Linked DNA regions of Mus musculus: regions 2, 3, 4, 5, 6 and 7 are each linked to region 1. The links are chromatin contacts, called in public ChIA-PET, Hi-C, HiChIP or PLAC-seq and promoter capture Hi-C maps. All regions are on one chromosome and are shown on one strand. The core of a region is the stretch at or near the end of the contact, and the rest is flanking DNA. Distances in the headings are between cores, read along the strand shown.

Region 1 (3,276 bases), core at 365-2,864:
CTGCCTGGCCAAAATGAAGATTTTTTTAAAAGTTGACTATTTCTGAGATAGTGCATAAGTATGTTTCTTACCCTGGCTCTTTCCTTTTAACTCTCAGCTCATTTTACTGCTTAGAAAATTCAAAGAAGATAGCAACCAAGCACAGAGACGCAGACCTGTAAGTGCAATTCAAGCACTGGAGAGAAGGTAGAGGCAGGAAGATAGAGTTGAGGCCATCCTAGGCTACATAACAGGACCTTGTCTCAAAAACAAGCAGAGAAAAAGAAAGACTCTTGATTCAAGTAAGCAAGAGGACCAGAACCCTGATCTAGACCAGGCTGTTCTCAAACTCACAGAGATCCACCTGCCTTTGCCTCCTGAGTGCTGGTACATACTACAATACCCAGCTTGGGTCTAGGACTTTTAAAAAACAGGGTTATTTTTATTTATGTGCATATCCATGCATGCCATCATATCTGCTCTACCTCACTGTGCCAGCGCATGAGACTGGCACAGGGCACCAGGTAGCAAGGAGTTACTGACAGTTCTGAATGTTTACAGGCAGATATGGATGTTGGGAATCCAACTGCAATCCATTGCAAACGCACAAGCCTGTGCCATCTCTAGTCCCACTCCCTGGTTTTTGGGTTTGTTTTTTAATCGGGGCTCCCAATATCCGGGCTGGCCTTGAACTCCATATGTCGCTAAGGGTGGCCTTGAAATTCTGATCCTTCTGCCTCCCAAGTACTGGGGTCTTATTCTGTAGCCCAGATTGCCTGGACCACCTTAAATTTGGGTCCATATCATTTCCTGACAGGATTAAGGGAGTAAGCCAGCTGCTCCGCTCCGGAGCTCCAGATATTTGAACTTTTGGCCCCCAGAACATTCTCTTTGGGTTTTCAGTCAGAGGTCTCCAAAGCCATTCGTCCTTTTTTGTTCTGACAACCCTTCGTTTAGTCAATGTAGGGTCTCCTCACACGGACTTGCTACAGTGCAGATTGAGCCAAACGAGATTGGTTCCGCTTGCTTGTGCTAACGCCTTTTTTGTAATAGTAGATGCATATGATTTTCACAAGTGGATGACAGAAATACGAGGCTTAGGTTCAGACTACAATGGAGATTGAAATGGAAGCATCCAGAGATAGGGATCTGCGGGGGCACTGAGAAAAATCTCTTGGTTTTTGCCTGCGCGCGAGCTACTACTCTCTGGGAGCGAAAGCGGGGTAGTGTCCGCTGGCTCTCCGCCGTCCTTATTCTCTAACACTCCCTTCGCTCCTTTTCTCCCAGCTAATCTAGAAACCTTTCACAGACCGCTAGCCCTCCGCGAAGACCAGGCCGTCCAGGCCAAACCCTCCTCACGCCGCCTGCGCGACTTAGCGTGACTTCCGGCTACCCAGAGGACCACGTGACCAAACGCCCTCACTGCGCATGTGCGCCGCGGAGTCGGACTGAACCATTTTGCCCGACGAAAGGGGTAGGTCTTTTGTGTTTTACAGTTTAAAACTGATTCTCGATCTCCAGTATCTAGGATCACGATTTTTTAGGAAGAAAACAAATTAGTGTGAGATGAAATAAGGTGAAATAGCGTAGCGTAAATACAGACAATCATGGAGTGGGGCTTGGGCTCTCCCCTTCGCAGATAATGGGCGGAGCCTGCGGCCCACAAGCTCTTTCCTTTCGCTGCTGCGGCCGCAGCCATGAGGTGAGCGGGCCCGGCTCTCGGTTCTTGGCCGATGAGGTCGACGGGGCCGACGGGGCCGGCAAGGCTTGGCAGGGATCGGGGCCGGGACCCCGGATGGCAGAGGGGAGAGGGGAGGCGAGCGTGGTGCGGCCGCACCCGGAGCGCGGAGAGCGCGCACGGCCTGGGCCTAGGGAGGGTGGAACGCGGGACGCCGAGGCCCGAAGATCTCCCGCGGGCGCCGCTCTCTGCCTGTCACGCGTTGTGAGGCAGGGCGCGGGGAGAGCAGCGGCGACAGGGCCCTGAGTGGCTCCTCGGCTCGCCGGAGCCCAACAGACCCCTACCATGTAACGTGGGACAAGTCTCGGGCAAGGCCAGGCCTCCGAGTGCGGAGGATGAGGTGCCGGGTCGGCTTCCGCCCGAACGGCTGGACGAGGTTTATTAACGTGAAAAAGAGCCCAGAAAGCAAAGAGCCTCGCCTGTTCTGGGTAAACAGGCTGCGTCACAGTCGAGTCTGATCAATTCGTGTCTGATCCTTAACATTAAAGTCTTCACCGAGCCAAGTACCCGGAAGAGCTTAAGCACCCCTTCCCCCCACCCCAGATCTCAAATGGCTGGCCACTTTGGCCACGTTCATTGCCCAGGTCTTTCTTGGTTTGGATTTAAGGCCTTGCTTTGGAAATAGTTATTAGAGGACAGGAAGGGGTGGCAAAAATTTTAGGTCTAGGGGGTGTGTTTGCCCTTAATAGAAATGTATGCATACTGGTGTATATTTTAGAGGGAAGATTTTGCTTGGAGTGTTTGTTGTTGTTCAGATGTCGCTTCCAGGGCTTACTAGTGCTTTCTGTGTACCCAGTATGCTCAGGCTACAGAAGAGGCTTGCCTCTAGTGTCCTCCGCTGCGGGAAAAAGAAGGTCTGGTTGGATCCCAATGAGACCAATGAAATCGCCAATGCCAACTCCCGTGAGTATGATCTGTCACCCTCACTCACTATCTACCTATAAGGAGATAAGTATGTATGTCTTATACATATATCATTGTATATAGAAATAGTTTATAGGGTGCAACCATCTCGTGTTACATTAATAATTTATGAGTAAAGTGAGTATTTTATGTCCCGTGGAAGTTTTTGATATTTAAAGACTGGAGGATGTTGGATGAGGTTTCAAGACAGAAGCAAGCCTTGTTAGTATCAGACCAAGTACTTTGTTAAACTGCATTTCAGATACACCAATATGCTATGAAATATTTACGAGGTAAATGTTCTTTTTAAAATAAGTATTCCAGGATTTCATCTCCTTTTCAGGATGTTGGGTCAAGGGTAAGAGCTTGACTTTTGTGGCTGGCACTTTACTAACGGGTGTGTTGTGCCTTCCCAGGTCAGCAGATCAGGAAGCTGATCAAGGATGGGCTGATCATCCGCAAGCCTGTGACTGTCCATTCCCGGGCTCGTTGCCGGAAAAACACCCTGGCCCGACGGAAGGGCAGGCATATGGGCATAGGTGAGAATGGTCTAGCCTTTCACTCTGCCTCTTAGATGGGTACACTGGGTAGAGCACTTGTCAGCAAGCTTAAGACCGGTCCGGCTCTACATTCACACTGGTGATATTTTTTCTCCC
Region 2 (3,276 bases), core at 548-3,047, 910 kb after region 1:
AGGAAGGAAGGAAGGAAAGAAAGAAAGAAAGAAGAAGAAAAAGTACCTGAAAAAAGTGTACCTGAATCCATATGCCCGCAGGTGTGTCTGAAGGCTGCCCATGTGGGAGGGAGGCAGTGTAACTCTGTGCATGCACCTATCTGGTAGGATCTAGGCTAGAGGAGCCTATGGAAACTAGAGGTGAACTGGCCCTAGGCTACCCTCTCAGCCAGGTAGGTTCCTCACTTGTATGGAGGCTCCTGATGATGGTGGGGCTCTGGCTGGAAGGCTTGACGGGGGCACGGGAGTGGGTGCGTGGAAGGGAATGGGTTAAGCGGCGGCCTCCACATCTGGGAGCCATTGACGCATTCTTGCCTGCTGAGCGCATGTTTGTGGATGGATCTGGACGGGACAGATCGGGGCGGGGCGGCAAGAGAGGGGCTGGGCGGGTGGTTCGCCCCGGCGGAAATCCAGACGGGAGCGGGAGACTGCGCTAGCCCAGCGGGGCGGCAAGGGTCTGGGGAAGCGCTGCACCGCTTTGCGGAGTTTTCCCTTGCGTCCGACCTCTGGACAGAGTGTCCCACGGACCTGAGCTGTGCTACCTACCTTCCAAGGCCGCCAGAGCAAAGCCACAGAGAGACAAGCAGATATTCTAGTTCTAGGCCCGGTTCAGACACCCATGCAACCGTGGACAAAATCCCATATGGGCCTCGGACCTCCTGTTCTTAGTCTGAAAATCCGGACATCGGATTAGACTGAGCGTCCCCAGGGTGGAGGCCTGGGTGTGTGGCACTTCCCTTGCCAGTGGGATGTCCTGTGGGGGGCAGTTGCCACTTCTCTGCCCGGGAACTCGGGTGAGGTAGGCACTGCATAGTGGACTCACCCTCCTCCAGTGCAGTGTTAGAGGTGGAAACCTTAACCTCCGGCTGGCCCGGAGGGGGCTTGTGACAGTTGGGAATTGAGGTCTGGAGATGGAGTGTGGTTCAGATCCTGTCCTCCTGGAACATGTATGAACTGCCCTCGGCCCTCAAGTGGGTCTTCTAGAATGGAGAGCGACTCCAGGCCGTCCAAAGAGCTGGCTTGGGGTGACCATATTTCTAGCTACTCGAAGGGATTCAGTTGAGCTAGAAATTTCCTCTAACCTACTCAAGCCGGAGAGGTGTTTGGGAAAGAAGGATGTTCTATGGAGAAGACGGTCTTCCCTTTGTACTTCGGCTTTACAGATGAGAAATACTAAGGTCCAGAGGAGCCAAGTGTTTTGCTCAAGGTCAGATAGCTTTCAGTTTCAGCTGGCCCCGGAGGATTGTGATTAGGAGAGACAGAGACTTGACAGCTGGGGCAGGAGTCAGTGCGTTCTCCATATTACACCACCTCCTTTCTTCCCAGGTTTGGTAGGTGTGTGTGATGTGTGTGTGTCTCTGTGAGTGTGGGCGTGTAGCGGGGTGGGGGGTGGGGAAAGGGAGTGTGTGTAGGATCCCGCACCCTGAGGTTCGTTCACCGCCGAGTCGTAATTTATTCTTTTCTCTGAACTTCACACCGCCCCCCCCCCCACACACACACACCCCGAATCTCTTTCTGGCGTGTTGAGGGAGGGATTCTCCCAGATTCCCACGGTCCGGCCACTAGCTGGAAGCGTCTCCTTTAAGACTCGCCCTTCCCTGGGTCTATTAAGGAGAGAGGGGCGGGTGTGAGCATGAGGACCCGCCCCCGGTTAGTGATTGGCCCGTGGCATGCAGGGGCGGGCCTGCGGCAGGGGGGCCTCCCTCCCACCCCAGCTCCATACCCTCCGCCCCCCCCAGTCTAGGGCTCCGGGTAAAGTTTCAGCCTCTGCACGTGACTCGCCATGGCCGCTGCCGTCGCCCCGCGCCCCTGAGCTGCGGCCCCCCGGACGGCTCCTCTCGGAGGACCCCACACCCCTGACGCCGGGCAGCGCCGCGGCGCCTGCTTGGGGCAGACCCTGTGCCCGCAGACACGCAGACGGGTTGCATCCCCTCGCTTCGAGGTAACCTCTCCCCTGGAACCCTGGGGAACCCTCGATTCTCTCACACTTCGGGGCCCGGTGGCCCACTCTGGATGGGAACTGCGGGCGGGGACTGGGTGCCCGGCAGTTTCGACGGGGACCTGGGGTTTCCTGGACTTCCCAGCCTGCCGCTGGCGTGTCCGGGGTTGGGGAGCCCCGTCTGCGCCGCGTCTTCGCGCGCACAGCCTTGAGGCTTCTGCGGCCGCCTGCCGCGCGTGTCCTCGGCGCTCCAGTCGTGGCGGATCTACTGCTGGGAACTCTCTTTTCTCTTCAAACCCAAACCAAACAAAAAGACTTCTTGAAACCTGTTTGGGGAGAGATCAGATGCCCAACGGACTAGCCCCCTCCTACTCTTTCTCCTGTTACCTGAGCCGCCCTGTGGTTTGGGGAGAATCAGCCAGGGGCCCACCCCCACCAGAGGGAACTGGCTGGGGGGGCGGGGCCCGCTCAGCTGGTGTCTCGGTTGGAGTGTGGGGGAGCCGTCAGAATTGGGTGCGGGAGCCAGAGCAGTTGGGTGAGACGCGCCTGAGTTTTGTGTTACTTGGGGCTTGTGGAAGCCTTTTGGGGTGAGGGAAGGACAGAATAGACTGGCCGACCTTGCTTCGCTGAGGATGTCTGGGATTTAGTGCCACCCACGAGGCTTGGAAGCTGCTAGCCAGATGTGTGTATGTTGAGGGGTGGTTGGCAGATCAGTTTAACTGTGTCTCCTTTTCTCTCTGGGCACTGCCCTGCTGTCTTACTGTTCGTGGGAAAGGGGGACAGATTCCCCAGTGTGCAAGGCTGGGGGTGGGGGCTAGCTCATATGGAAATAATTTAAAAAGCAACAACAACAACAACAAACTGAGTCTTGGGAAGTTTCTTGCCCTGCCCCTCCACTATTCATCCCGTCTTGGATAGGATGCCCAGCATGCTGGCATGGAAGGGATGGTACCCCTTGCTCCTTACCTGATGCCAGCTCCCGATGTTGCAGCCAGATGGCTACCTTCTACCTGTGGACCGTGTGCACATGTATGTGTGGATGTTTTCCAACAGAATTGCTACCCTTTGCTCTCAGTTCTGCCCTTGATCACCCCATCAGCCCGGGGATGGGACTCAGATTTGTCATCTTTTATCTTCACAAGGCAAAACTTGGGGCACGCGAGTGGGGGAGTGGCGGGGGAGGATATTATCCAGTAAGGACTCTGATGTCCTGTGAGGAAATTAGGGTTCAGACCCCCAAACTCCTCTTACTCCTCCAGGGCTTTGTATGGAGATGAAGCACGGAAGGCCCAGATTCG
Region 3 (3,276 bases), core at 236-2,735, 750 kb before region 1:
TTCTAGTCTACGTTTCTCTCATTTCATTGCAACACACACCCTCCCTCATCTTTTTGGTTGAGGCCTACTGGCCTGGCTTCCTCCACCACTCGTGTTCCCCAACCCCTAGCTGGGGTAGGAAAAGAAACGGAACCAATTCTATTTCCACCACTCCTGTCACAGATAGCTATCAAACAGCTCCCAATTTTCATTTCCGATCTCACGTAACACATCATACCCATGGTTATTTATCGTAACCGTTTGAGACCTCTGTGAGCCATCTATATGGATGGTCTCCGAAATCAAACAATACTGCCAGATAATGCTTCGGGGAGGAGGGAGGAGCGTATGATTCACCAAAAAAACTGCAAAGAAGAGTAATGGAATATTTTCACCAGTGGCAGGCTAAGACTGAGAGCTTTCTTTCAGAAGAGGGGACTGCTAAGCAACCGCCACTGAAGCAATAAATCCACCAGCTTCACAGGTTGCGAGAGCAAGGCGGATAGGAGAAGAGGAGCTAGGGTCCTCCGCGGCTTCTCTGGAGGTTAGGGGAGAACAAAGTCACTGCTGCACTGTCATTTGAGGGGAAGGGGGAGGGGGCGGATCATCCTGGAAACCCGGCCCCTGGGCAGGATCAGGCCGGGAGAACTCGGTGAGGCTGCCTGGGATTAACATTCTCGCTCCACTCCCCCCTGCCCCCAACCTTCTAGACTCGCCCCTCCTCGCTCTCAAGTGCCTGATGACCGCCCCTTCCAACCTATCCCCGGCGGAGTAAAGGGACGACCAGGAAAGAACGCAGTCCGCAGGGGTGCCACCGAGCAGGCAGTCCTAGCCCCTTCTAGTTCCCCAGCCCCCACCCAGCCTCTCCCGGAGCTCGGGGCCCGGAAGGCGGGGACCAGGGGCGCTGCACACAGGTGTGCTGGCCCCCCGAGGGGCGCACCGCCCGCAGACTCCCGCAGCGCGGTCCCCGCCCGGCCGGCCGGCTCGAGGGGCGCGCCGCACCCGCCTCCCGCTCGGTCCCGCGGCCCACGCGCCCAACCCGCCCCGGCCTCCAACCCAGCCCGCGGGCGCGGCCTAACTGCTCGCCCGCCCGCCCGCTGCTCGCCCCCCGGCGCCCGAGGGTCGCAGTACCTGGGCGGCGGCCTCCAGCTTGCCCTCGAAGGTGAAGTCCAGCAAATCGGGCTTGAGGCAGAGGCTGTAGTTGATGGGCGACACCTCGGCGGGCAGCCGCTCGAAGGGCCGCTTCTCCGGCATCGCGGCGAGGCCCAGGCTGTGGAGGCGGCGGCGGCGGCGAGAGGAGCGGCTGAGGAGGAGAAGGAGGGGAGGAGGCGGAGGGCCGAGGAGGAGCAGGCGGCGAGCGAGGGAGGGGACGGCGGCTGCCAGCCACATTCACCGGGCGCGGGCGACCGCCTGCCGAGAGCCGCCGGGGAGGCTGGGGCGGGGGACAGACCCAGCGGGTGCCTGGGCCGGGCGGGCGGGCGGGCGGCGGTGCGGGCGGGCTGCCTACGGGGAAGGGGGCGGAGGGGAGGGCAGGGGAGGAGGGCGGGGAGGGAGGCGGCGGCGGCTGCGTGCGCGACCCCGCGGGGCGGGCGCGACCCCGCTGAGGGCGCGCGCCGAGGGCGGGGCGGGGCGGCGAGGCCGCGGTCGGCGAACGGGGAAGGCGAGAGGAGGCGCTTGGCGCTGCACCTGTCGTCGGCCGGTGGCAGGAAAGAGCCACGAAGGGCATGGAGGAGCTCTGTGGAAAATGGAAGCCTACGCAGCGGTCAAGTCAGCGCGGGGGGGTAGGGGACGCGTGGAAAGAGCCATTCCACCTCAGCGGTGTGAGCCCGACCTGAGGCTTTTTTTTTTCCCTAGGAAATAGCCAGTTGAAGGGATGATCTGAAAACAGTTTTCCGAGGAAACACTTAGTTATTCAAGGTCGCTCCAACCAGTGAAATCTAGACCTTTTAGGAGAGTGGTTTCAAAGACTAGAAATACAGGATCCCACGATTTCATATTTAAAACAAGATGCTTCATTGCTGGGCACGGAGGCTGAGGCAGGACGATCATCATGGGCCAGCCTGGACTACAGAGTGAGTTCCAGAATGGTCTGGGCACACAGTAAGATTTTGATTAAGAAAACACAGATGATAATAATGATCAACTGTCTGTTTCCGGATTTTTCCCTTCCTGTGGTGCTAGGCTTTGAACTCAAAGCCTCTACACAGGCTGGGCAAGCGCCATGCCACTGAGCCACACCCCCACGCCCCTTGTTTTTGTTTCTGCTTTTTTAACTGAAAAGACCCTTTACCAGTTGTGACTTCTGTAAAAGTATCCTAACTGTGGCTCCCTCCATTCTGTAGTTATCTCTAAGACCTATGTTTAAATCAAGGCAAAAATATTCCTAAAAGCGTATTTCTTTTATAGAAACTTGTAAGGTAGAGTCAAAACTAAACAAGCACTGTCCTACAGACATGACACTGTGAGCCACTAGATAGAATTAAAACAACAGAAGTTATTGCACCTCATCTCCCTAGCCCAATATATTCAGATTATAATTTCATCATGTAATGCATTTTAAAGATGCTAATGAGGTGCCTGGCAGTGGTGGTACTGGCTTCTGGAGGCAGAGGCAGGCAGATCTCTCTGAGTTTGAGGCCAGCCTTCACTACAGAGTGAGTTCTAGGACAGCCAGGGCAACACATGGCTAATGCCTACTGTATTGGGCAGCACAGTTGTGGATCCTCAACCTGCCCTGCTTTCCTCCAAAAATCCTACGTGCTTTTTAGAAACACAGATGCAATTCTTAAAGAGACGGGCCTTTAATATGTCTGGAATACTTGCTAACACTTTACACGTTCATTTTATCTCTCAGACGCTCTGTGAGGTGGACCCCCAACCTGTTTTATATATGCAAAAACAGGCACATAGAAAGATCATGACTTGCTCTAGACCTGTGTACAGCTAATAATTGGTGGAGCTGGAATTGAGACCCAGTTGTTTCTGGTTTTCTCCTTGAGAACATTATAAACAGCTTCCTTCATAATTCTGCCAGTTTGGTTTATTCTAATCCAACTGTGTATGATCTCCTCAAAATGTTTGCATTTAAAAAAAAAAAAAAAAACAAAAGGCTTCCTCCTGTCAAAGCAAAATTGATTTATAACCATCTAAGGCTGCCTATGAGCTGTTTACCCTTTAACATCAATTCTACAGTCTAACTCGATTACTGTCTAGCCCTCACAGATTGCTAATTTGCTCAGGAATGAGTGTTTCAGTGGCCTGCTCATCCGTTTTTGTGAAATGTGCGCCCCTCCCTTC
Region 4 (3,276 bases), core at 353-2,852, 710 kb before region 1:
AAACAAAACAAACAAACAAACAAAAGTCTCACTAGGAAAAATGGGAAAGAAAAGTCTGCCTTATAGGATTTCCTTTTCACTGTTGTTTAAGAGATTTTTAAATGTGTGTGGATGCTTAGCTGCCTATCTTTATGTGTACCATGTGTGTAATGCCCTCAAAGTCCAGAAGAGGGCATCAGATCCCCTAGAATTGGATTTACAGGGGCATATGCGTCACCATGTGGATGCTGGGACCCGAACTTGGGTCCTCTGCCAGAGCAGCAAGGACTCTTTTTTTTTTTTTTTTTTAAGATTTATTTATTTAATGTAAGTACACTGTAGCTGTCCTCAGACACTCCAGAAAAGGGAGTCAGATCTTGTTACGGATGGTTGTGAGCCACCATGTGGTTGCTGGGATTTGAACTCCTGACCTTCAGAAGAGCAGTCGGGTGCTCTTACCCACTGAGCCATCTCACCAGCCCAGCAAGGACTCTTAACACCTGAGCCATCTCTATAGTTTCTATTTTCTTTTTTAGTTTTTGTTTGTTTGTATTTTTCTGAGGGAGGGTTTTCTCTGTGTAGCCCTGGCTGTCCTGGAACTCTCTTTGTAGACCAGGCTGGCCTCGAACTCAGAAATCTGCCTGTCTCTGCCTCCCGAGTGCTGGGACTAAAGGGGTGCGCCACCATGCCTCAAATTTTCCAAAACAGCTAATCAAAAGTAACAGTGACCACCTAAGAATCCATCTCAGAGTGAACCAAATCATATTAGGTACTGATAGGGAATTAGCTTGCAGTAGCCGAGAAACTGAGCAGAGGCCAGGCAGACATGGGTTAGGATGTGTTACATAGTCTGTGTGGCTCCAGGATGACCTGGTTATCACACTGGGATTCCTTTAACCACTGAATGTGAAGCGATTTTGGAGTTGTTAAACTCTATGTACCTGACTCTCAGTTCTGCCAATTATTTGTTTAAATTTGAATTACATATTTAGTATCTCTGGCCCAACCATATATGTAAAAGCAGGAATATTTATTGCTTGTGGTGAGGATTAAGTTGATATATGTAAAATGCTTAAATTGCCAGGCGCCTAGTAAACAATTTTGAAATACCAGTTATTACCAAATTTGGTAAGTGGTATTTTTGGAAATGATATGTTTTGGGAAATGACAGATTCTTGTTAACCCACGTGCCTTTTGCTTTTCAGTAATCACAGCGGTCAGCTTCCCTAACGGAAAGGTATGAAAGAATTTTCACATAGAAAACTAGGTTGGTTAAAGGTTTAAGGTTATACTGCATTTTGAGGTCAGAAACACACCCAGAAACTATCATTTTCGCCCTAAATACCTCCAGTGAATTCCTTGTAATGAAAGAAAACACTTATCTTAAAGGCTTCTGATTTCAGAGGGAAGCACTTTTTCGTTTTTTTCACCGATTGTAAATAAGGTGTAACAATGTGTTAAGGAACCAGGAATGCAGCAACCAGAGTCCCACAGAAGCCTCCTGCGCAGGCGCAGCTGGCTCTCCCCGTCTCCGACTGGCGCGTGACAGCCGTGCGGTTTACCCTACTTCCAAAGTGGTTTCATTGCGCACGCGCGAACCCACTGCGCGTGCCCGCGCGCCCCTCCCCTGGAGAGCGTGCGCGTGCGCGCGACTCACCTTTCGGCCTGGGGCGCGCGCCCTGGAAAATTCCACTCCCCAGCTCGCTCCGCCCTCTGCGCCTTTTCTCCGGCTCGGTGATCTGCGGCTAGGCTAGCATCCCGGCGGCCTTTGCGCGAGCAAAATGGCGGCCCCCGTACCTCGGGGCTTGTCCTCCTTATACAGGACTTTGGGATGGTGGTCTCGGCAGGTGGGTAGAAATGAAGCGAATGAAATTTTTAGGGACACAAAGAGGAGGATAGAGTAGAGGGGAATAATCATGCTGTGGGCGTTGCTGAGTTTGGACCATACGAGTCAGACTTCATCTGGAGAAGAATTTGAGGTGTATGCGATCCCCTCTAGACAAGTCTCTCTAGACAGCCTAGACGAGGCTGAGCATTAAGCTTCTTTACGTTAATTCTAGTCTTTGGAGAGAAGATGTTAAAAAGGAAAGTAATGGCTTGGAAGATGAACCAGCTCTTTTACATTCTTAAAAAATTTTTTTTTGAAAAGGATAGGAGTTTTGTCTTATCCTAGAGGGAAAAGGTCACCTGACTTCGTAAAAGTTTATTGGTCAGTTAGGAGCTAGAAGCAATTTGCTTCTGAAAAAGCAAAACAGAAGTGTGGGGGAAATGCCAGGGAGATCTTGTTTAATGCTTTAGTAATAGCATTCCACTCTTTTCAGAAATGGGTTAAGTGAGGTTTACAATTAAACTGAAAGTTCTTTGGCACTAGGACCTCTGCTTTAATCATCTCTGTATACAGTAGTACTGCAGAATGTATTAAAGGAAAGTTTTTACTGTTGATTGATGTGAATACAGGTTATTAATTGGCTTGTGGCAAAAGCCATCCCTAGGTGTTCAAAAAGTAATATCGTTTCTCCATAATAGTCATTTCATAACTCCTGAAGCATTCTTTAATGGGATGTCTTTCTATAAGACTTTGCAAACAGTTTGCTCAAGATAGATTTATCCTTTCCAAATCACCTATACGCTAACTTTTTTTTTTCATCTCCCAGCCCATTCTGGTGACTCAGTCCACAACTGTAGTTCAAGTTAAAACCAAAAGCCGTTTTAGACCCCCAACTCCTGAACCCAAGTACAAAACAGAGAAGGAGTTTTTGGAGTATGCCAGGAAAGCGGGATTGGTCATTCCACAGGAACGGTTGGAGCGCCCTATACATTTGGCCTGTACAGGTAAGGAACTATTTCTGGGATCCTGGTTCAGTTCTCTATTGTCAGAGGTCTGGTGTATGCTTTAGACTCTGATTGATAGCAATAAATTAACCACTAAGTGGGGCTGGAGATATGACTTAGCGGGTAAGAGTACTGACTGCTCTTCCAGAAGTACTAAGTTCAATTCCCAGAAACCTCACTACCATTAGTGGCTCACAACCATCTGTAATGGGATCCGATGCCCTCTTCAGGTGTGTGTGTCTGAAGACAGCTATAGTGTGTACTCATATAAGTAAGTCTTTTTTAAAAAGATTAAAAAAAAGAATGAACCACCAAGTTCACCCTCAGTAATGATTTACTTTTATAAACTATATTTCAAAAAGTCAATTTTGTTTTGTTTTTACAGAACTTGGGGTTAGATATAGAACTAAACAAGCAGTCTACCGCTGAGCTACACACTCCTGTTCTCCCTTTCCTTTTGCCTTT
Region 5 (3,276 bases), core at 565-3,064, 670 kb after region 1:
CATCAAGGCCACCCCTCATCTGCAGCCCACCAATTGGTAGACAGAACAAAATAATGGCAGCAAAAGATCCCCACCACCCCCTACACCGTGGCACTCAGCCTTCCTAATACCGAGCCCTTTAATTCAGTTCCTCATGCTGTGGTGACCCCCAAACATAAAACGATCTCATTGCTACTTCATAACTGTGATTTGGTACTGTTATCAATTACGATGTAAGTATCTGATACGCAAGATGTCTATCTGATATTCTATTCGACCCCTGTGGGTCTTGAGTTTGTGACATATAAAGTAGGCAGCTGTTGCCAGTTAGCATGTTTTAAGAATTAAATCTCGCCGGGCATGGTGGCGCACGCCTTTAATCCCAGCACTCAGGAGGCAGAGGCAGGCAGATTTCTGAGTTCGAGGCCAGCCTGATCTACTGAGTGAGTTCCAGGATAGCCAGGGCTATCGAGACAGAGAAAACCTGTCTTGAAAAACAAAAACAAACAAATAAACAAACAGAATGGGAATCCCTTGGCCTGTCCTCTCAAGCAGAGGCTATGTAGTTAATGTCCATGACATCTGTGGCCACCAGAGGGCACCCTAGCCCCAGAGTTGGCCCCACCCCATCAGGTATGCCTCAACATCAAAAAATGTCTATATTCCTTGGCCCCACCTTGGTGGGGGTGAAATAGTTCAGAAAGTACCAGATCGAGATGCCATCAGTCAGACAAGGAATGCCGTCCTCCTTTTTAGGTAGTAATACCCTGTTGGGACTGAGAGCGACTGGGATGTCCCTCCATCCCTACTACCCATGATTGGGCAAGGCATTTCCCTTTCTGGCCCAGTTCACAGAGGTGAAATCACCAAGGTCTCTTTCAGAGCTAACACTGGGCAGAGTTCTAGGATGGGAGATGCAGCTCCTCCTTTCTCACCTCAGCATGCATCGACTCAAGCCAGCTCACACCACTGCTACATAATGAGCAGAGATCGTCGGGACACTCCATGACCCAGCCTCCGACGCCCTCCAGATGCCCCAGACTCCACGACATCGAGGTAATGTGCCAAGGGAAGCAGAAAGGCAAGGTCAGGTGAGCCAGGAGCCCCAGAGGGTCTTGATTCATTCAAGACAGACATCCGGTTTCCTCTGGCCTCTCTGCCAGGATCCAGGGGCTTAAAGAAATGAGTCATAATGGGGGGTATTGGGGAGTTCCCAGCTAATCAGCCTGGGACAGAACGGCCTGAATGCTGGACCAATTTATTTTTATCCAAATGTGGGGCAGGCGTAGACAGCAAGACCCTACCTAGGGTGCTGTGGAGGGCTCCCAGAAAAGCAGGAGGCAGCCACCAGGAAGCTTATGGGTCTGAAAAGAGGACAGGTTCTTTCTTCTCTCGGGATGTTTGTCCCAGGTATAGGTGACTTGAGAATCACAAATGAAGGGCAGAGGGGGCTCCCCAAGCACGTCTGCCAGAGGATGGAGAGACAGAAGCAGTCTTGATCTGAGCACCCATTCTTCCCCAGGGTCTGAGTTCCTTGCTATCCCCTCCAGGGTTTCACCAGCCTTGTTGGACAACTCGGATCCAGATCCAACACCCTGCAGCGATTCAGGCCTGGGTGTGGCTGGAAGAGAGGAAGAGAGTTTGAGGGGGGGACAAGACGTCAAGGAAGGAACAGAGATTCCCCGATTTCACAAAAACTTTCGCAAACAGCTTTTCCCCAACCCCCTGCATTGTCCTGAGCTATCATCAAATTTGCATAAATCCTGGGAAGTTATTACTAAGCCTGAGTTGCCCCAGCCCCAGGTAATTTCCTCCCGGGGCCTTGATGGCTTTATGTATAAAGGCCCCCTGGAGCTGGGCCCTGGCAGAGCCCAGAGCTGCAGCCCAGATCACCCAGAATCCATGGCTCAACTTTCTGCCCAGAGGCGCATGAAGCTAATGGGTGAGTGCCCTGGTTACCTGCCCTGGGTGTGGAATGGAGAGAGGCCGGATAACAAGTGCCTCAGACCCGTCTGTTTGCTCCTAGCCCTGCAGCTGCTGCTGTGGCAAAGTGCACTATGGTCAGGACGAGAGGCCGTTCCCCTGGTCACTGTCAGCGCTCTGCCACCATCCCTGCCTCTGCCCCGAAGCTTCCTGCTTAAGTCCCTGGAGCAAGTGAGGAAGATCCAGGCCAGCGGCTCGGTGCTGCTGGAGCAGTTGGTGAGTGGGGTTGCCATAGGTGTGGAGGGAAGGACTTGGGGGGGGTAGCGGGGGAGGCAGGAGCACAAATGAGAAGAGGGCAGACTAGGAACACACAGCAGTTGACAGTGTTTGCCCAGTGTGCACAAGAGCCTAGATGGCACCCTCAGAATACTGACAGAAACATTGAGGAAGGGAACATGGGGGGAGAAGGGCACAGGAAAGAGAATGAGTAGAGACAGCAGTGGGACCTCTGGATGGGACAGTCCTTAGGGTCACTAGGAAGGTAGGGAGCTGAGAAGCCAGGAGGACCTGAGCTGGACAAAGAGCCTGGCCCAGGTGAGCACCCTCAGTATCCTTCCATCTACAGTGTGCCACCTACAAGCTGTGTCACCCCGAGGAGCTGGTGTTGCTGGGCCACTCTCTGGGGATCCCGAAGGCTTCCCTGAGTGGCTGCTCTAGCCAGGCCCTGCAGCAGGTGAGTATTTTCGGAAAAAGGAGGACCAGGAGGAGAAGGGGGAGGAGGGGGAGGAGGAGAAAGAGGGAGAGGAGGGGGAGAAGGGGGAGGAGGAGGGGGAGGAGGAAGAAGAGGGGGAGGAGGGGGAGGAGAAGGAGGGGAAGAAGGAGGAGGAGGGGGAGAAGGAAGGACTACATCCTACTATTTGGGCTCCTGAAGAGAGCAAGCATCCCAAGATGTACTGCCTAACCCTGCTATCTTCCCCAGACACAGTGCCTAAGCCAGCTCCACAGTGGGCTCTGCCTCTACCAAGGTCTCCTGCAGGCTCTATCGGGTATTTCCCCTGCCCTGGCCCCCACCTTGGACTTGCTTCAGCTGGATGTTGCCAACTTTGCCACCACCATCTGGCAGCAGGTGAGTACCATCTGGAGGGGGTCATGGCAGCACACCTGGGCACCCTGGAAGCTCTCTATATTTTCAGAGGCCTGTTTTTTGGGAAGACACCCCTCGCCCCCTACCCCGCTTCCTCCAGGCTGAGAGACAGACAGACTCTGTCCAGAGACAGACTGGGTTGGAGTCTTGGTCCTACCGTTAACGTTTAATGAGCCCCACAGGCCAACTTAACCAACTTCCCAGCACTTCCTCACCTCAAGGAAGGACTG
Region 6 (3,276 bases), core at 439-2,938, 570 kb after region 1:
AAAGATTGGGAAGCTAAGAAAGCAAAAGTGTGAGTTCAAGGCCAGCCTGGACTACACAGTATGTGGTCAGCCTGGGCTACATAGTGAGGCACTACATCAACATATACATTAATTAACTAATTAATTAAATTATTATAACAACCCAACAAGGCTCTTAACCTTCCTAATGTTACGACTGTTTAATATAGTTCCTCATGTTGTGATGACCTCCCCAACCATAAAATTAATTTCATTGCTACTTCATGGCTGTAATTTTGCTACTGTTACGTTATAAATAGCAATGTAAATATCTGTTCTCCAGTGGTCTTAGGTGACCCGTGTGAAAGGGTCGATTGACCCGCCCCCACCCCAGGCTGGTGTGACCCCATAGGCTGAGAACAACTGATCTACATCCATACCCATGACTTCGGGTCACCCCTGTCGCTGCAAAACACAGCAGGTGAGTGGAGCAGGAAAACCTGTGTTGGTGTTGCAACCATAAAGTCAAGTCAGACAGTTCTGGAAAATGTAATGAAAACAATAGCTTTTGGACTTCACTGCCACAAGCTCGCTCACGTCCATTCTGCACGGAGCCCCTCCATTCTGCCACTGTTCACTCACAAGGGCTCAGACATAGACACAAAACACTCTCCGGAGTTCAAATCCTTCCTTCCGGCCACCCCCAGGACATCAGGAGAAGGGATGTAGAAGAATGGTGGGACCCCTGCAAACAATCGTTAGGATGAAGGGTCCTTGAATAAGTCATCGCAGTCTCAGGCTTGAAGAAGGATTCAAATTGCCATCCTGGGAGCCCAAGAACATCTGGGTTGGCCTCTAGTTCAGTACTGAAAAGTTGGCAGGAAAACAATTCACCACATCAGACTTAAAGAGCTTTCAACTCCTAGAGCGACCATCTACAACAGCAAACTGAGACTAAACCACAGCGCCTCCTGGTGGTCAGAAGGGTTGGCCCTGTGAAGATTCAGGGGCATCCTCTGAAGATGAGGAAAAGACCGGGTCGGTACCAGGGACCTACAGAGAACAAAAAAAAAAAAAAAAAAAAAAAAAAAAAAAAAAAAAATAGCGGGAGGGGGCTTGTGCTGCAAGTTGCTGAGAGGGAATCGTAGGATTCTGCACCCAGGGCAACCAAACCACCATCCTTTTGGCCAGCCAGGCTCTGGGCAAGAAAAGGAGGTTCTGGGAGGCCATTCTCGCAGCTGATAGGAGATAGCAACTGCTAAGTTATGAGAGGAAAGCCTGGGGCAGGAAATGGAATCCAGACCTGTCTCCCGAACATCAGGGTCTGGGATCTGCTCTCTCTTGGCATTGCCTGGCCAGGCCATGGCTCAGGTATCTGACACCTGGGGCCTAGAGTCATATGCCAGGAAACTCTACACTCTTGGGCCCCAGGTCACAGCTTTCAGCTGCTGAAGCAAACAGGACTTCTGAAGGAAGAAACGGGTCTCCAGAGCCCACTGGCAGGGGGACTACTTCCGGAAAAAAGGCAGGAGCACAGGAGAGGACTCTGCCACCAACCAGGGTGAGAGGCAGGAAGGAGAAGGGAGAGAGGTGGGAAGGTGAGCTAATCCAGGAGCTGAAGCAGGATGGGGTAGATGCTTTCAGAAAAGGGGGAGTTGATGTGCACAGAAGGCGGCGCCAGAGGCACCCGCTACCTACTTGTATATTCTGAACAACCTGGGATCTATCGCTAATATGTCACTCTTGTGACACGAGTGCCAGCCAGGCCGCCTCCCTGGTGTTTACCTGGCCTCCCTTGGCAGTCATACAGGTACTTAGAGGACAAAAATGTTTATTTCAACGAAGGAAATGAAGATTCAAGCAGAAGAAATAGCTTGGACAGGCCCCTTGGGCCCATTTCAGCAGGGCAAAGGGACAGAAGGACCTCACAGATTAATCTAGAATCAATAGAACCCAAACGTTCCAAGTCTAAGGGATTCCTTCCCCCGGGGTCCTGTTGAAGAGAGAGAGACAGAGACAGAGACAGAGACAGAGACAGAGACAGAGACAGAGACAGACAGAGGGACGGTCGGACAGACCAATGGACCTTGGGCTAAGAGAGCCCTGAAAGGACAGGCTTGGGTCCAGAGAGGGTCCACTGAGGGACTCTAGCAGGAGCGAGTTTCAGTGGGACGTAGAATTCTAACTTTGCTCTTCTGTCGTAGGTTCGTCTATTCCCCAGCTTCTCCTCCACTCCAGGATTATGTTTATCTGCGACCATGCCCCTACTAGCTCCTCGCCTCCTGCCCCTCCTGCTGGTGATTGGCACCGGGGGCTCTGTGCCCCGCCCCCTGGCACTGCCCCAGGGCTGCTACGTAGCAGAAGAAGCCGGGGAACAGACATTCCGCTGCAGCCGGGCTGGTCTGAGTGCCGTGCCCAACGGTATCCCCAACGACACCCGAAAGCTTTACCTGGACGCCAACCAGTTGGCATCAGTGCCAGCTGGTGCCTTCCAGCACCTGCCTGCCCTGGAAGAACTAGACCTGTCTCATAACGCTCTTGTTCATCTCTCAGGGGCTGCTTTCCAGGGCCTGGAGGGCACTCTGCGCCACCTCGACCTCTCTGCCAACCAGCTAGCATCTGTGCCTGTGGCAGCCTTCGTGGGGCTGCAGATCCAAGTGAACCTGTCTGCCAACCCATGGCGCTGCGACTGTGCCCTACAGGAAGTGCTCAGGCACGTCAGGTTGGCTCCAGGCTCCGGGACAGGCATTGTGTGTGGTCCAGAAGCCCGACCAGATCTCGTGGGACACGAGTTCCTTCTGCTCACCAGGGAGGAAGAGCTGTGTGGGACAGGACGAGGTGGGACCCGAAGGAGCACGGATGTGGCCCTGTTAGTCACCATGGGGGGCTGGCTGACACTGGTAGTGGCTTATCTGATCCGCTATGTGTGGCAGAACCGAGATGAGACGCGGCGCCCGGTCAAGCGGGCTCCTCCCGCGCAGCCTGTGCGCTCAGAGGACTCCTCTACACTCAGCACAGTGCTCTGAGCTCTTGGCCCTATGCCCCAGCCTTTCACCTACTGCTCTACCACCTCCTCTGCCCCATCTGCCCTCTATCCCAGCTGTTCTCAAGCCGGGGATGGGGTAGGGGCGTGGAATGACCCTTTCACAGGGGTCACATATCAGATCTCCTGCCTATCAGAGACTTACATTACGATTCATAACAGTATCAAAAGTACAGTTATGAAGAAGCAGCTTGCTCTCTCTCTCTCTCTCTCTCTCTCTCTCTCTCTCTCTCTCTTGGTTGTTCTTTGGAGCACTTTGGTGCCTGGATTTGGGG
Region 7 (3,276 bases), core at 220-2,719, 520 kb after region 1:
TCTGGAAAAGCAGATAAACTCTCAACCACTGAGCAATCTCTCCAGCCCGACTATTCTAACACTCTTCTATAAGAGTTAAGATTTAACACATAAGTTTATGAGAATCGTGTGCAATAACTGAGAAGTTAGTAATACTTTGTACTTTTGGAAAATGTTTTGATTAAATCTGAAGTGAGGTGTCTCTGCGGTTATGAACACTGGCTGCTCTTCTAAAGGACCCACGTTTGATTCCCAGCATCCAAATGGCTGCTCACAACCATTGTTAACTCCAGTCCCAGAGGCGACACACTCTTTGGCCTCTGTGGGCAGTGCATGCCTGTGGTGCACAGACAGACAGAAATGCAAGCAAAACACCCATCCACATTTTTAACAGTTGAGGCTAACCCATGAGTCTAGACGTAGTAACTGACAGGGGGTGGATCTGACTCATTGAATCCCATTTCATGCTTGTGCTAGATCGATAAAATTAACAGTGACTAAAAATGAAATTACTGACAAAGGTTGCTCCTGGACCATCTGAGACAGTCCAAATACTGACTCGGCTCAAAGGAAATAAAACTGAAAACTCCTGATCTCACCCCAAATAACCATTCTGCACCCTATCTGAACCTTGGGCTCTCTCCCTAACCAACCTACTCAAAACCACTACTGAGAGCGGTGCTCTACTGCCAAGAGGTAAACAACACCTAAAGTCTTTCAGGTCACCTAAAATAGCAGTCAAGATGGGACCACGCATGATGGGGTTAGCGACTCAATTCAGTAAAGGCCCTGGGTTTGGTCCCCAGCACAGGGTTCAGAAGAACTTTGAAAGACTATTTTGGAGCTCCCTGAGAGTGACTTATCTCACATCAGCTGAGGAAAAGATCACCCGCTCTCGCCTTCCTTTCGAAGGGACCCATTCTCTAAAGCAAAGTTACTTCCGAATAAATTTGCATGAGGGGGTGTCCCTTACATCATCTCACACTCTAAGCTGAAAAAAATAAAGGTTTAACCTTCCTCCACGTGGGAAGGTCTGAGGGCACCCTTCTGAAGCACAGAGGAGAGGGCTCTTCAAGGTCTTGGTTTTGTATGCCAGAAAAATGCAACTAGGTGAAAACTGGATGTGACGTTTTGACAGATCCAGCAACGCTAGCAACGTTAGCTCGGGGTTCCAGAGCTGAGCCCTCGCTTTTAGGAAATTCTCACAAACATCTCCCTTCTTCTGATCGCCAAACTACGGCATCCTTGGGCTGCTCAGAGCCGCCGCCACCGTCCTTAGGACCCACTGTGTTCACTCATCAGTTCCTTTAGTCTGAGGAAGTCTTGAGTTCGTTTCCTTTACTCGTCACACCACCAGGCCGACTAGAGCTAGAGAGCGGGAACACGGGACCCAAGGAGAGGTGCGAAAGGCTCGGAGGGTGCAGCGCTCCGCAACTGCGCGTGCGCCAGGAGGCGGGGCTCTCCATCTGCGAGCGCTTGCCCCGCCCCTCGTGCCAAGCCGGAACACGCAGGCGCTCTCGGGCACAGCCGCCCCCGTGATAGCCTGGGACCGGTAGGGAAGATGCCCTTGGCGGTTTGCTTCGCTCTGTAGAGGAGCGATGGGGAGGCGTTGGGCCTGGCCTGAGGTAGGAGGGCACCCAGCCGTCGCCACTAGTGCCTGAGCCGTGATGCTTGCGTGGGCCCTACTCTACGCGGTGCTCTGGTCTCTCGCAGGAGGTGGGGCTTGGCCCGCAGGCTCCTCCCCCGTCCCTCCTTCTTCGCCTCCGCCCCGCCCCGCCCTGAACCGTGTGTCCTCCAAACACTAATAATAAGCCAGAGGTGTTCTCTCCTCCGCAGTTGGATCGCAACGTTCTTCCTTATTCAATATCAAAGGCTTTGTTTACGGCACGGTAGGGCACCCAGGTAATACGTGCCTCTTCTCACGCAAGGCTTGTCCCAAGAGCTGGGGATGCATCCTCTTAGGTTCTTCAGGCAGGGAAAAGGGAGCTAGGCAGGAGGGCGTCTGTGCTCTGCAGTTCGGGAAGTTTGCATCATTGCCCTCAAAGCTAGTCTTCTATTCCAGTGTTCACCACAGATCTGCCGCTCTGATACCACGTCTCTCTTTCAAATACTTCTGCTTTGTAATGGGTGAAGGCACTTAGCAGAGTGGACGCCCCTCTGGAAGGCTCTTCTCTCCCTCTTGTATTAACCAGCCCTATTCATGCATCAAACATCAGCTCCAGTGTTACTACTCTCTGTAGTTTTCCTACATTCAGGAAAAAGTACTCCAAATTTGAAATAACACTGCACTCCGTCTAGAACAATTCCACATTTAAGGCCTTTCTCTTCCCAACACCACCATTACACTGCCAAACTGAACAATAGACTTTAGAGATTCTGATCCTGGCAATGATTGGACCTTAAAAAGTACCTTGTGAGACTAGGTACTATCTATCCAGTTGAGTCACTGTTGTACACCTTTCTAGTAAACACTGCACAAGACAACAGGAAGCTTACGCGAAATACCAAGTTTTCAGTTTTGAAATAGTTTGTCAGTCAAGCTAACATCCTGTAACATTGATTCCATAGCTCCTTATTGGAGCTATTTATTAATGTGTACGTTAAAAGGAACTTGATCTTCATTTTTCTAGACTGTCACAAAATAAAAATATTACCGACAAAGTACAGTTTAAAGGTTTACTATGGGGAAGCAGCAAAGACTTCATTCTAAATGACAACTAGCATTGGACACGTTACGAAGACTTTTTAAGTACTGAAATCCTGAAAGAACTAACTGGTATCATTGTCTAGGAGTGTGTGTGTCTTTATTTCTCTGTATAATGTAATTACGCAGAATTTTATTTTGTCACAGTAAAAATATATGTAAAGTTACATCAGGCTAGTCCTGTCCTTATTTGTATGGATATTGATCGTGCCAATAAAGAAACAGTGGACCCCACCTATTTATGGACTGGGCCAAATGAAAACACATTAAAAGGTAAATAATTTAAATATATTTTAACGGTGTGAACATTGTTTTTTTAAAAAAGCACTGCCATTATTGAAAAGAACAAATTTAATTTTAAAATTCTATTAGCTGTATTTTATTTTTGTATATGTGAGTGTTTTGCCTGCATGCGTGTATGTGCACCACATGCCCGATGCCCTCAGAGGTCAGAAGAGGATATCTGATCCTCTGGAAGTGGAATTACTACTGGTTGTAAACCACCTTGTTGGTGCTGGGAATTGAACCCAGATCCTCTGCAAGAGCAGCAAGTGCTCTTAAACAGTGGGCAATCCCTCCAGCCCCAAGAAATT

Evidence for each region. Promoter capture Hi-C pulls out the DNA fragments that hold promoters and counts their contacts. Hi-C and Micro-C count contacts between places; a contact is called where the count stands out from the background. ChIA-PET counts read pairs in DNA pulled down with a chosen protein or histone mark. HiChIP or PLAC-seq counts read pairs in DNA pulled down with a chosen protein or histone mark.
Region 2: a contact with region 1 is called in an RNA polymerase II ChIA-PET map of memory CD8 T cells, with 7 read pairs. The contact joins the promoter of Rara here to the promoter of Rpl19 in region 1. A contact is called at or near these places in 1 of 39 promoter capture datasets (pre-B cells) and 2 of 115 datasets of contacts at active chromatin or transcription factors (memory CD8 T cells and pancreatic cancer cells).
Region 3: an H3K27ac HiChIP or PLAC-seq map of regulatory T cell precursor shows a contact between it and region 1, with 6 times the contacts expected there. The contact joins the promoter of Npepps here to the promoter of Rpl19 in region 1. A contact is called at or near these places in 3 of 115 datasets of contacts at active chromatin or transcription factors (embryonic stem cells, pancreatic cancer cells and regulatory T cell precursor).
Region 4: an H3K27ac HiChIP or PLAC-seq map of stem cell-derived epiblast-like cells shows a contact between it and region 1, with 4 times the contacts expected there. The contact joins the promoter of Mrpl45 here to the promoter of Rpl19 in region 1. A contact is called at or near these places in 2 of 115 datasets of contacts at active chromatin or transcription factors (bone marrow-derived macrophages and stem cell-derived epiblast-like cells).
Region 5: a promoter capture Hi-C map of liver shows a contact between it and region 1, with 4 times the contacts expected there. The contact joins the promoter of Csf3 here to the promoter of Rpl19 in region 1. A contact is called at or near these places in 2 of 39 promoter capture datasets (liver and pre-B cells) and 1 of 115 datasets of contacts at active chromatin or transcription factors (pancreatic cancer cells).
Region 6: a promoter capture Hi-C map of erythroid cells shows a contact between it and region 1, with 8 times the contacts expected there. The contact joins the promoter of Lrrc3c here to the promoter of Rpl19 in region 1. A contact is called at or near these places in 1 of 39 promoter capture datasets (erythroid cells) and 1 of 115 datasets of contacts at active chromatin or transcription factors (large pre-B cells).
Region 7: a contact with region 1 is called in a Hi-C map of CD8 T cells, with 2.8 times the contacts expected there. The contact joins the promoter of Zpbp2 here to the promoter of Rpl19 in region 1. A contact is called at or near these places in 1 of 39 promoter capture datasets (pre-B cells) and 1 of 484 Hi-C or Micro-C datasets (CD8 T cells).

The regions. Positions count from the first base shown.
Region 1 is chr11:98,025,310-98,028,585 of GRCm38.p6, forward strand. It overlaps Rpl19 (ribosomal protein L19), which reads left to right and starts at 1,615. Exons shown (of 6, transcript NM_009078.2): 1 at 1,615-1,681; 2 at 2,514-2,620; 3 at 3,037-3,159. The coding sequence starts at 1,677.
Region 2 is chr11:98,935,899-98,939,174 of GRCm38.p6, forward strand. It overlaps Rara (retinoic acid receptor, alpha), which reads left to right and starts at 1,798. Exons shown (of 9, transcript NM_009024.2): 1 at 1,798-1,981. It overlaps Gm46294, which reads right to left. Exons shown (of 3, transcript XR_003949771.1): 2 at 2,026-2,304; 3 at 1,365-1,643.
Region 3 is chr11:97,279,091-97,282,366 of GRCm38.p6, forward strand. Npepps (aminopeptidase puromycin sensitive) reads right to left here and starts at 1,486. Exons shown (of 23, transcript NM_008942.3): 1 at 1,111-1,486. The coding sequence starts at 1,368. It overlaps Gm11592 (a long non-coding RNA gene), which reads left to right and starts at 1,604. Exons shown (of 3, transcript XR_001780313.2): 1 at 1,604-2,051.
Region 4 is chr11:97,314,114-97,317,389 of GRCm38.p6, forward strand. It overlaps Mrpl45 (mitochondrial ribosomal protein L45), which reads left to right and starts at 1,603. Exons shown (of 8, transcript NM_025927.4): 1 at 1,603-1,826; 2 at 2,634-2,811. The coding sequence starts at 1,761.
Region 5 is chr11:98,699,499-98,702,774 of GRCm38.p6, forward strand. Csf3 (colony stimulating factor 3 (granulocyte)) reads left to right here and starts at 1,815. Exons shown (of 5, transcript NM_009971.1): 1 at 1,815-1,921; 2 at 2,006-2,178; 3 at 2,528-2,635; 4 at 2,882-3,028. The coding sequence starts at 1,882. Gm38985 (a long non-coding RNA gene) reads right to left here and starts at 2,012. Exons shown (of 3, transcript XR_001780319.2): 1 at 1,939-2,012; 2 at 915-1,600.
Region 6 is chr11:98,596,603-98,599,878 of GRCm38.p6, forward strand. Lrrc3c (leucine rich repeat containing 3C) reads left to right here and starts at 1,689. Exons shown (of 2, transcript NM_001195544.1): 1 at 1,689-1,768; 2 at 2,163-2,984. The coding sequence starts at 2,217. The coding sequence ends at 2,984.
Region 7 is chr11:98,549,628-98,552,903 of GRCm38.p6, forward strand. It overlaps Zpbp2 (zona pellucida binding protein 2), which reads left to right and starts at 1,470. Exons shown (of 8, transcript NM_027061.2): 1 at 1,470-1,695; 2 at 1,816-1,881; 3 at 2,831-2,956. The coding sequence starts at 1,647.